Regions from separate parts of the Sus scrofa genome. Here region 1 is linked to region 2. A link is a contact called in public Hi-C data. All regions are on one chromosome and are shown on one strand. Each heading gives the region's core, a stretch centred on a gene start, on an enhancer-like site or on the middle of the called end of the contact. The rest is flanking DNA. Distances are from core to core; before and after follow the strand shown.

What was found. A called contact is a pair of places that touch in the nucleus more often than the background predicts.
Region 1: a Hi-C map of skeletal muscle shows a contact between it and region 2, with 3 times the contacts expected there. The contact joins two enhancer-like sites. A contact is called at or near these places in 5 of 47 Hi-C or Micro-C datasets (embryonic fibroblasts, fetal skeletal muscle, heart right ventricle and 1 more).

What each region holds. Positions count from the first base shown.
Region 1 is chr2:96,804,717-96,810,185 of Sscrofa11.1, forward strand. All of the region lies in intron 4 of LOC110259422 (a long non-coding RNA gene), which reads right to left. Among named protein-coding and RNA genes, the nearest start is that of MEF2C, 590 kb to the left of the region's middle. Within about 2 kb of position 3,040, at least 16 of the 83 cell types and tissues checked have an H3K27ac peak or open chromatin away from gene starts, as enhancers often do. A contact at or near this core is called in skeletal muscle, where this site is marked.
Region 2 is chr2:96,156,435-96,161,629 of Sscrofa11.1, forward strand. The region is part of intron 3 of MEF2C (myocyte enhancer factor 2C); the gene reads right to left. Among named protein-coding and RNA genes, the nearest start is that of MEF2C, 58 kb to the right of the region's middle. Within about 2 kb of position 1,262, at least 7 of the 83 cell types and tissues checked have an H3K27ac peak or open chromatin away from gene starts, as enhancers often do. A contact at or near this core is called in skeletal muscle, where this site is marked.

The DNA of each region.
Region 1 (5,469 bases), core at 1,790-4,289, 650 kb after region 2:
AGGATCCAGCATTGCTGTGAGCTGTGGTATAGGTCTCGGACACAGCTTGGATCCTGAGTTGCTGTGGCTATGGTACAGGCTGGCAGCTGTCACTTCAATTTGACCCCTAGTCTGGGAACTTTGAAATGCTGCAGGTGTGGCCCTAATAAGCAAAAAAAAAAAAAAAAAAAGAAAAAAGAAAACCTTTCTCTCAAGCTGATAAAAATCAGTCCTCAGATTTTGAAACAACAATCTATTCTGAACTGAACTGCATCTCTCCTAAATTCATATTTTGAAGCTTTAGCTTCCAGTGTGAGGTTACTTAAAGATGTCACCTGTGGGTGATAATGAGGTTCAGATGAAGTCCTGAGAATAGTGCCCTAGTGATGGGATTAGTGCCCTTGTAAGTAGAGATACCAGAGAGCTTTCAATTTCTGCCAGGAACACAAGAAAATAAATTTCCATTGTCTAAGCCACTTAGTCAATGGTATTTTGTTATGGTAGCCCAAGCTGATTAAGACAGTCATTGACTTTTTTCCCCCCATCATGTGGCATGTGTATAGAATAATATTCAATTGTAATCTAATTTAAGATTTTGAAACTTTTATAAACAAAACAAAATCCTACTCTCTATAAGGTTTGAATAGTAATAAAAAAGTAGGAAAAGAAAGAAGAAAAAGGAAGGAATAGTCATTTATAAAATTTTAAACATTTTGCAAAAGTCTTAGATAAGAATAATACCAACTGAAGTTCACTGATCTTTTACTATGTTCCTAGCATCTTCCCAAACTACTGCATTTAATCCTCACAGTAACTCTATGAGGTAGGTGAAAGAGTATGGCTATCTTCTTTTCAAAAGAAAAGAAAAAAACAAAAAAAAAGAGCCAGGGAGGGAAAATAAAACTTACTTAAGACTATTCCTTAAGCCAACGAAAGAGCTAGGATCATGCTTCTATAGCATCCGATGCTTTGTAAGAGTTCCCTAAATAAAAATATTTCCCTATTTTTTTTTTTTTACTTCTATATGAAACTACACTTACCTAAAATATTTCATACTAGTATTTACTCACTACCTCTAAGTCTTGAATTGGAGACTGTAAAGCAGTAGGGGTAGAAGGTAATAAATATATATAATGTCTAGGATAAGGTTTAGATTTTACACTTTCTAAATTATGTTCATTGCAGCATTATTCACAATATCCAACATATGGAAACAACATAAATGTCAAAATGTCCTTCATTGGATGTATGGATAAAGAAACTGTGATATATATAAATATATGTATAAATACACACACACACATTTACACACACTGAAATACTATTTAGTTTTTAAAAAGAATGAAATTCTGGAATCCTGTCATTTTCAACATGGATTAAGCTGGAAAACATTGTGCCAGGTGAAATGAGCAAGACATAGAAAGACAAATCTTCTATGTACAAAATCTAAAATAGTCAAACTCATAGAAACAGGGTAAGACAGTGATTGCCAAGGTCCTATGGGGAGGGAAAAGGGGGTGGTGTCAGCAAAGGGTACATAGTCTGAGTTGTGCAAGATGAAAAAGGTCCACTCTACAGCATGGTGATTACAGTTAACAATACTATATTATACAGTGAAATTGGCTAAGAAGATAGATTTTAAATGAAGTCTTCTTACCACACCCACACAAGAGGTGATGGACATGTTAATTAGCTTGATTGTAATGCTCATTTCACTATGTATATGTATATCAAAACATCAATTTGTACACCTTAAATATGTACAATTTTTATGCCATTGATATCTCAAGAAAGCTGTTGAAAACTTATTTTTCTGACATGCCCATCATCTCATTCACCTCTGGTTACTCTTCTATCCTGCGGAACCCACAATGAAGATCTAGTGTCTTGATTAATCCAAGTGAAAATGAGGAATTTTTAACCCTCACAGTATCTTTGTTCTTTCTGATTAGTTTTTTTTTAAAGCTGTCTCTCCAAAATGAGTGGTAACTTTCAAACTTAATTTAAAAAGAAAAAGAAAAAGAAAAAGGAAGTATAATCATCTTCTAAGTGTAAGTCTGACAGTTTAGGTGCTCTGTCATTTCCTAGAGCAAGTCAGAAACACCTACTCCATGGATCCCAGGCAGTTTTACACTAAACTGTTTTTATTAATGAGAGCTCATTCAACCCCTCCAGTCTCTTGGCGGGAGCAGTCATAGAACTGGGTGGCTTGTGCCTGATTTAGATCAGCACATTGCGTGGCTATAGGATAGTGACACACTTCCTTGGGGCTCAGGATTGTGGAGGCAAGAGAATTTTACTAGGTAGCCCTTGTGGAAATCTGTGGTTTTCTACTTTTTCCAGGAACTGAAGGGCAACAAGAGTGAGTTGATCCTGACTGGAGACGTTGCCCAAAGGTCCATTAACAGGAGAGTATGTCTAGGGCAGAGCTGGCCATGCCTGCCAGAGGCCAGCCAGCATTCATGTGGTTTATCAAGATCATCCCTATGAATGTCACTGAGTAAACAGCACTTAAACTTCTTAAAATATCTCCTAAAAAACTAAAAGGAAATTGCACCAAGCATGGCATCTGGGAGTGAGGTACACAGCTGCTGAAGGCAGGAAACTTAAAGTGGCCTCTCCTCCCGCCACCACGAGCCGATTAGATTCCTTTCTGTATTTTTTAAGGTCTCATGATAATATATACAGATGAATGCAGAGTCTCAGATTTCTGACTTTCTCTGTTTTCTAAGCAGCCTAATCCAATAAGCTTCAAACTTTCCATTGGTGGCTGGTCTGACGATGCAAGCAGAAGGAACAGGTTGGTAGTTTGAAGAAAAAAAAAGAAGAGGGGGCAGAACAACTTCCAATTGCTTACAATTTACAGTTGGCTAAGCAGTAAACACAACTTCTAGATGTGCCAGCCTCCTCAAAACTGGCCATTTTTATCTCACTGTCTCCACTAGCTGCTCAAAGCCATAACCCAAAGTGCCCTAACAGAAAACCACTGGAGGGTGTGGTCTCTGCTTGTACCGGGTAATGAACAGGGAAGCTATTTATTTCTAGGGCATCTCTGTTCAGTGACTCATGTTTCGACTGGAAAATTGGCCACAGCTTTCTAGCAGCTCTTTCCTGCCAGCTCTCCTGGCATCCTACCCAGTGCTTCCACAGCCCCTCCCCCTTTCTCCTTGCCTGGTCTGCTTTTCTATTCCTAAAGCCCCCACTTAATAATAGTCATTGTTCCACGTTAACCTTGAGGATCTGGGAGGAAGGACATTGAAGGGCGTAGCTGTGTGCTATAATGAGCATTTGGCTCTATAGCAGGTGGAAAAGGCTTTGGGGATCTGGGCAGATTAGGAGGAGAGGGGGCTCTAGCAGATGTTGAAGCAAGATGATGTATTGCTGCTCACTCTGGGATTCAGACAATACCAGTGCAAAAGTAGAACAGGGAAAAGGGGGAAAAATTGATCCCTTTTGATACAAACTGGGCTAGAAACCAGACACACTTGAAACTGAGCATTTAAGAAAGACAAATTTGTTTCTAGGCCCTGGGTTTTTGCCTGTCTATTTTTTTTTTTCCTAATGGCAGATCAATTGCCAAATTGTTATTTTAATTTGAATGTTAACTACCTCCAGGGCTTGACTTATTTCCCATCAGCTAAAGGTTCCTATTAGTCTGACTTCTTTGTAGTAAAAGAAAAATAGAAATAGAAGCGTCAAAAACTTCATTTTAGCATGTGTTCAGAGCCAAGAAGCCATTTAAAGCAAAGGTGAATGACATTTAATTAATGATTGATCTTACCATTTGAAGAAACATATAATTAAAGATATTATTGTGCTTTGCACTAGGCAATACAATATTAAAGAAAATACTGATATAAACAAATGTTCCATTCACTTTACAAAGAATCTTAATAGATATATGCTGAATATTACTAGTCCTTTAATACTTATTTCAGTGTTTTATGAAATTCTTGATATGGAGATGGAGATAAATTAAGTGCTATGGTTTGTAAGGTTATTCACATATATTTTTACATACACTTATAGCCACACACACACACACACACACACACACACACACACACACACACATATACATGCAAAAGAGAGCAATTGGAACAGCCAGAGGATGAGTGGTCTAAGAGGCCAAGGTAGAAGCTGCAAGCCTCCCTGATCCAGTCTTAGAAGTCATGAAGTATCCTTCCAATCTCATGTTACTGGATTTAGGAGTCACTAAGGCCAGCCCAGATTCCACAGGAAGGAGAAGACTCTCCATAACTTGATGGGAAGTAGTAAGGTTACCCCTCATCGGAGCATGTGAGATTGGAAACTGCAGTTGTAGCCATTTTTGGAAAATGCAATGTGCAGTATGTCTTTCTTACAACACATAACAACCAGTTCTTGCATTTTTTTTTTGTCATCTTTTTAAGGCCACCCATGCCATATGGAGGTTCCCAAGCTAGGGGTCAAATCAGAACTGTAGCTGCTGGCCTACACCACAGCCATAGCAACTCAGGGATCTGAGCCTCATCTGCAACCTACACCACAGCTCAAGGCAACACTGGATCCTTAGCCCACTGAGCAAGGCCAGGGATCAAACCTATGAATACTAGTCAGATTTGTTTCCGCTGAGCCACAATGGGAACTCCAAGTTCTTGTATTTTTTTTTTAATTAGTGCCTTACTCCTTACAAATCCTGAAGATAAAATTATGTGCCAATCACAAAAAAATCTATGCATACCTGTAGATTTCAAAAGCATTGATGATTGGTGGTGGTATTAAAGTTTATCTTTTTGAAATGTGATAAATCAGTTTACATTTCAGTTTTGCCCCTTGGATGTGAGCATGGGGTAACTTTCTAAAATCCCTGAGGCAAATAAGGATGACAATAATACATGCTACATACAATTACTAGGGTCCAGTGACATATTACTCTTAAACTACACAAATTTCAGGCTATCAAAACATGTTTGTTGTCTATATGAATGTAGGCACTGTTTGTGACTACAAAAAGGAATCAGGCATTTCTAAATAAACATCAACAAAAGTATTATATGGGAGTTCCCTCTGTGGCACAGTGGGTTAAGGATCTGGCATTGCCAGAGCTGAAGTGTAGGTCCCAGCTGCAGCCTGGATTCAGTCACTGGTCTGGGAACTTCCACATGCCACAGATATAGCAATAGGGGGAAAAAAAAAGCATTATATGGTACAATTTGTGACAAATGTTCTGTAAAGTAATAAATGCTTTATTACTTAATAGTATTACAATTTTGAGCTTGAGTCCTCTCTGAGATTTACTAAAGCCTCCAATACCAAGTACAACAAATATCAAAATCATATACTTCCTTATATACAGATTACATCATTGTCACTTCCATATCTATTAAATTAATACTCATCCACTCAATGACTATTAAGCTTTTTAAAGCCAGGCCCTCAAGATACACTGGTGATAAAGACACTCTTTTTTTAATTTTTTAAACAGAACTTGCGAATTGTAGTAAGGAG
Region 2 (5,195 bases), core at 12-2,511:
AAAAAACAGGATTGAACAGAGCATGTATCATTCAATAATTCATATTTTACAATGATAGTTCAGAATATATGTTACACTTCACATTTTGGGATATGCTGACAGTGACAAATGGCAACACCTATATATCCAACGAGAGAAGTGGCAAATATTTAGTGAACTGAGGCCATGTGGATGTCTAATTGGAGTAATTCAGGTCCCAATTATTGATTTTTTGGTTTCATTTTGGCAATTTAATCTGACTCCTGCTAATTTTTCTGCTTGCACTAACTAGATAATCATAGTTTTAATTCCTTTCCTCCTTTTTTATTTTTAACATTATAAATGAAAATATGGTATGAACATATTGCCCTGAGGACTCATGATGTCAAGAGTATACAGCATTCTTAATATAAAATGGATATATGTGTGAGTGTGTATGCATATGTGTGAATCTAATATATATTTTAAAGACAAGGGTTTATATAAAACATTCCCTCAGGGATTTCCTAAGCCACTGAGCAAATTTAAATGCATGTGTGCATGTGGCTCAAAGTTTTCTTTTCTCACTATATTTTCTTATAATCCTAACATTAAGCTTGTTTTATGGGTTGGTCAGCCGGCCTTCATCACATGTCGTGCTCTGCAACAGCTCTATGTTCATCCTGGTGATGATTACAATACTGTGCTCCTTTTATGCTTCTGCTCTCTTTTTCTTTATTTTTCCTATTTTCTGCTTTGGACATGGCCAGACAGGTGAGAGCAAATGTGTCACAGCTCTTTTCATTTACATGTCTTTGGTTCTCATTGTTTTAGAGGGAAATAAAAATGTTCACACACTCTATTAACACAGTCATTCTTTATTAGGCTTGATCTGTTGGAAGCAGAGTAACAAAAAATAATTTTGGGTAAACACCCTGATATAATGGAATGTAAACATTTGATAAGACATCAAAGAATGAATATATCCCCTGATTCCCAGAGCCTTTAAACAACAACAAATATTAGAGTATGCTATAAAATAAATGTCTGGAACCAACAAAATATTGTATTCCCTTGTTAAATGGCCAAATAGGAATTACTCTAGCACGGCTAAGAAAACAAAATAACCGTCCAGGTCTTCCCCATTTGCTCCTGCTGCCCCCCAATCCACTGGCCAGCCTCTTCACTGCTCTGGGCCCAGGAGGCTGACCCTTCTGACTGCATCCTCCAGGTTCTGCTGGCTCTCTGGCTTCAGCTGAGCCAGTGAGGCACTGGCAGAAGGACAGAGAATAGGAAAGAGGTCAGTATTTTTCTACTGTAGCATTCCTCTTATTGGGCCACTGGATGGCAGAGGCTGCATTCCCTTCGTGAAGGCTACACTTCTGTCTTTTTTTTTTTTTTTTCTGCCACATGGGGCATGTGGAAGTTCCCAGGGCAGGCATCCAACCCTCTCTGCAGCTGTGACCTTAACCCGCTGCACCACAAGGGAACTTCCGGCCACACCTCTTTTGGGGTCCTCTTTCCTCCAAGATGTAGATCTTGCTGTGCTCTGGTAATTTCTTCCTCCTCTTGCTCCTTCAGATTTAGATGTGCTAACGGCTTCCAGGCTGGAAGCCCTAATGTACTTCACTATTTCTGGAGTTTCCCCAAACTCTATCCATCTGTAAATAGTCCTTTTACTAAACTCTCAATTACCCATGTGGGCTTGCCATCTGTTTCCCACTGGAGCCATAATAGCGACTCTCTAGATCCAGAACAGTGGTACTCTACACCAGTGGACTATCTCCTAAGGGAACAGTTTGGATATTTGTGGGTGTCACAATGACTGGGGGTAGGGCTGACATTTTCTGGTTGGGTGGGAAAGTGTGCTGAATATCCTATCATAGGTGGCACAGTTCTACACATCAAAGAATCGTCTTTTACCCCATCCAACTTTCAGATGCCCCAGTGGACATTCATGTGTATGAAAAACTTGTTTAATAATAATCTGCAAACACAAGCTATTTTTTATACACTGAAACAAAGATTTTATTATACACTGAAATTTCCAGAAATGCAATTACTGTGTATGCTGAGGGAATGTTCCACTTTGTTTGGTATGGAATTTTATTAAAAATTATTCACCACTCTGGAAAATCATGTCACCAATGACAATTCTGTTCCTGTGTCTGGGGTTGTAAATATGGCATGCTGCTTGCTCTCAAATGACTCCATGAAAAACTTTTCCTCATCACTGAAAATGCTCTTGTCAGTCAGGAATGACCTTTAGGTTGCTAAATCCAGTGGTAACTTCTCAGTCCTCAACTGGGACACAGCTGATCACTCCTTGTAAACTTCCTCTCCTTCCCGGGCCCTGAACTCTTCCCTCTTGTTTTCAAAGAAGGCTCTTTTTCAGCCCCTGTGGCTGGTTCTTCCCTTTACCCCCTGATCTCTGAATGTAAAAGGAACACAGTCTTTCTCTTATCTCCAGCTCCAATTTTTCTCCTGATTCCAACCTTGCATATCCAGCTACAGCCTCAGTATTTCTACCAAAATGTCTACCTCATACACATCTCAAAATTAGTTTCAGTCTAGCTTTCCCCATTGCCACCGATGACAGCTCAAAATGCTTTCATTTGCACAGAATAAACTCCTTGGAGTCACCCTGAGTCTTCTCTTTTTCTCACATCCCACATTCAGCCTAACAGGAAATCCTATTGGCTTAACTTCCAAATACAGTCTCCGACCCCCTCTCACCTTCTAATGGCAACCACCCTGGTTCTAGTACCATCATCTCTTGCCTTGATCACCACAGTCACCTCTCGATAGTCACCTCCTTCTATCCTTATCCTCCTTTTTGTTTTCAACCCAGCAACCAGATAGATCCTTTAAAAGGATAAGTCAGATGATGGCACTTCTCTATTCCCTGCAAGAGCACCCACCTTACTTGGAGTAAAGCCTGACTTCTTCCAGTGTTCCACAGGGCTCTGAAAATTCCAGTTTTCTCCAGGCTCCATTATCTGATTTCCTATCATCCTCATCCTCCCGCCCTCAGGCTTGTCTCATTTCCATGGCTAACTCCATCCCTTCCTTCAAATTTCTGCTCAAAATCTGGTTTTCTCAAAGAAGCCCACCATGACCACTCTATTTAATCCTGCTCCTGCTCCCACCCATCTCCTGATCTCATTCCCTTGTGTTTCTTTACCTTCTTTTATAAGATCAGTTATGATGTTGGCCAAATAATGTCCTTTTCATCAGGATGCTAAAGCTCTCTTGCTGTGAGGTAATATGTAGCCTAGTCTATGTTTTATTATAGTGAATGAATATTTTTATTCAAGGAATTTTTAAGAAGATACTAAATTAATACCAAAATACAAGCTTACAACTTACTGTTTATTATTTATTAAGCAGGCACTGAACTATAATTTACATACTTGATCTGACTGAACCCTTCCAACCATGTCCCTTCATGATAGATTCTTCCTTTTTAAATTGGTGAGATCAAGTGGCCCAAGGTCATCTAACTAGTGACTGAGCCTGTTGGTTTTGCTACTAAATCACTGTGCAATGCACTGTCCATTTTTGGAGAGAAATAAAATAGTTCAGTCAGAAATTACGCTGTGGGGAGTTCCCTTTGTGGCGCAGTGGAAACAAATCTGAGTAGTATCCATGAGGATGCGGGTTCAATCCCTGGCCTCGCTCACTGGGTCAGGGATTCGGCATTGCTGTGAGCTGTGGTGTAGGTCGAAGACTGGTTTCAGATCTCGTGTTGCTGTGTTTGTGGCATAGGCCGACAGCTATTGCTTCAATTCCACCCCTAGCGTGGGAACTTCCATATGCTGTGGATGCGGCCCTAAAAAGCAAAAAAAAAAAAAAAAAAAAGAAAGAAAAAAAGAGAAAGAAAAAGAAAAAAGAAATCATACTGTGAGGTGAGTATGGGCTGCATGTTAGTGGCCTATTATTTACCAGCCATGAACATAATGAACTAAATGGGCTGTCATGGAACGTGGCTGTTCATCCATGTCAGAGTACATGCTTACGCCCTTCAAGGCCAGGGTATGACGGAGGGCTTGGGAAAAAATAAACCTTAAAAACTCCTCTCATTCACATTTACTCAGATTTGGTATTTTAAAGCTATCTTTTGGTTATACATATTTTAATCCGTATTCACTATTACTGCTTAAAAATATTAAGCAGGGAAAATATTAAACTGGGAACCTAAGGATCTGCTATAAAACTACTTCCCCCTGAATATTCTACAGAATTTGATTGTGTCTCAGTAGAGAGCAAAGCCAATACCCCTCACCTTGCATGACTGCACGCACATCCAAAATAAAGAGGATGATTAATAATTATTTAATAAATTCTCTACCACTCTACTAACCAATTTAGTGAAAGTCTCTCTATATCCTCTCTTCCTCTGAGAAGAGTTACTCATCACCAAGAGTTATTCAGTTTCCAGCATTCTGGACTATAAACAATTTGATGAGAGTTATTATAAAACTCTCTTGTGATTGGCTAAACAGAAGTCAATTTGGTATCAGAGTATACTTCAAAAATTCACAATTCATAAAACATCCCTTGCATTCTTTTTGTTTTGTTTCCTTACCTGTATTAGGAACTAATTTTGAAATCAAATTATAAGTTTAAAAATGACCACAGTGAGAAGGTATCTCAGAGAATCAGAAAGAACTTCAGCCTTTTTTAAATCAGAAATCTCCACTGCGGTCCAGGTTGTATAATAAATTGGAACTTAACCAGATAAGTCATTTAATCTCCCTCAGCCTCATGTGCGCCCTGAGGTGGCTGCATCCATAAAGAGACCAACCAGCCCTCAACACTTTGGGAAATGCCAAGGCTATAATAATGTACCAAAGTTTGTAAGAAATTAGCATTTCCCTTTTCCTTCTTGACTTTTCGAAATTAAGGAACTTAAGAGCATCTCGTTTTAGAATTTTCCATCTAAAAAACGAAAGCCAGAAAAGTCATTAAAAACACCAAACTTGCAAAGATTTCACGGGCCAGTTCCAAATTTTAGAACTCTCAAGATAGGAAGGAAGAATGTGAGGTGATTAAATAAAACGCTATAGATACCACTGGCTATATAACTTGCAGAGCTCAGGGAAAAAGGAAAATGTGGGGCCCCTTGTTAAAAAATTATTAAGAATTTCAAGATGGTGACAGCTGAGCACTGGCTCCAGCATGGGCCTAGGAGAGCTGGGCCCTGTGTAAGTGCACAGGTTGCACGCCCAGGACAC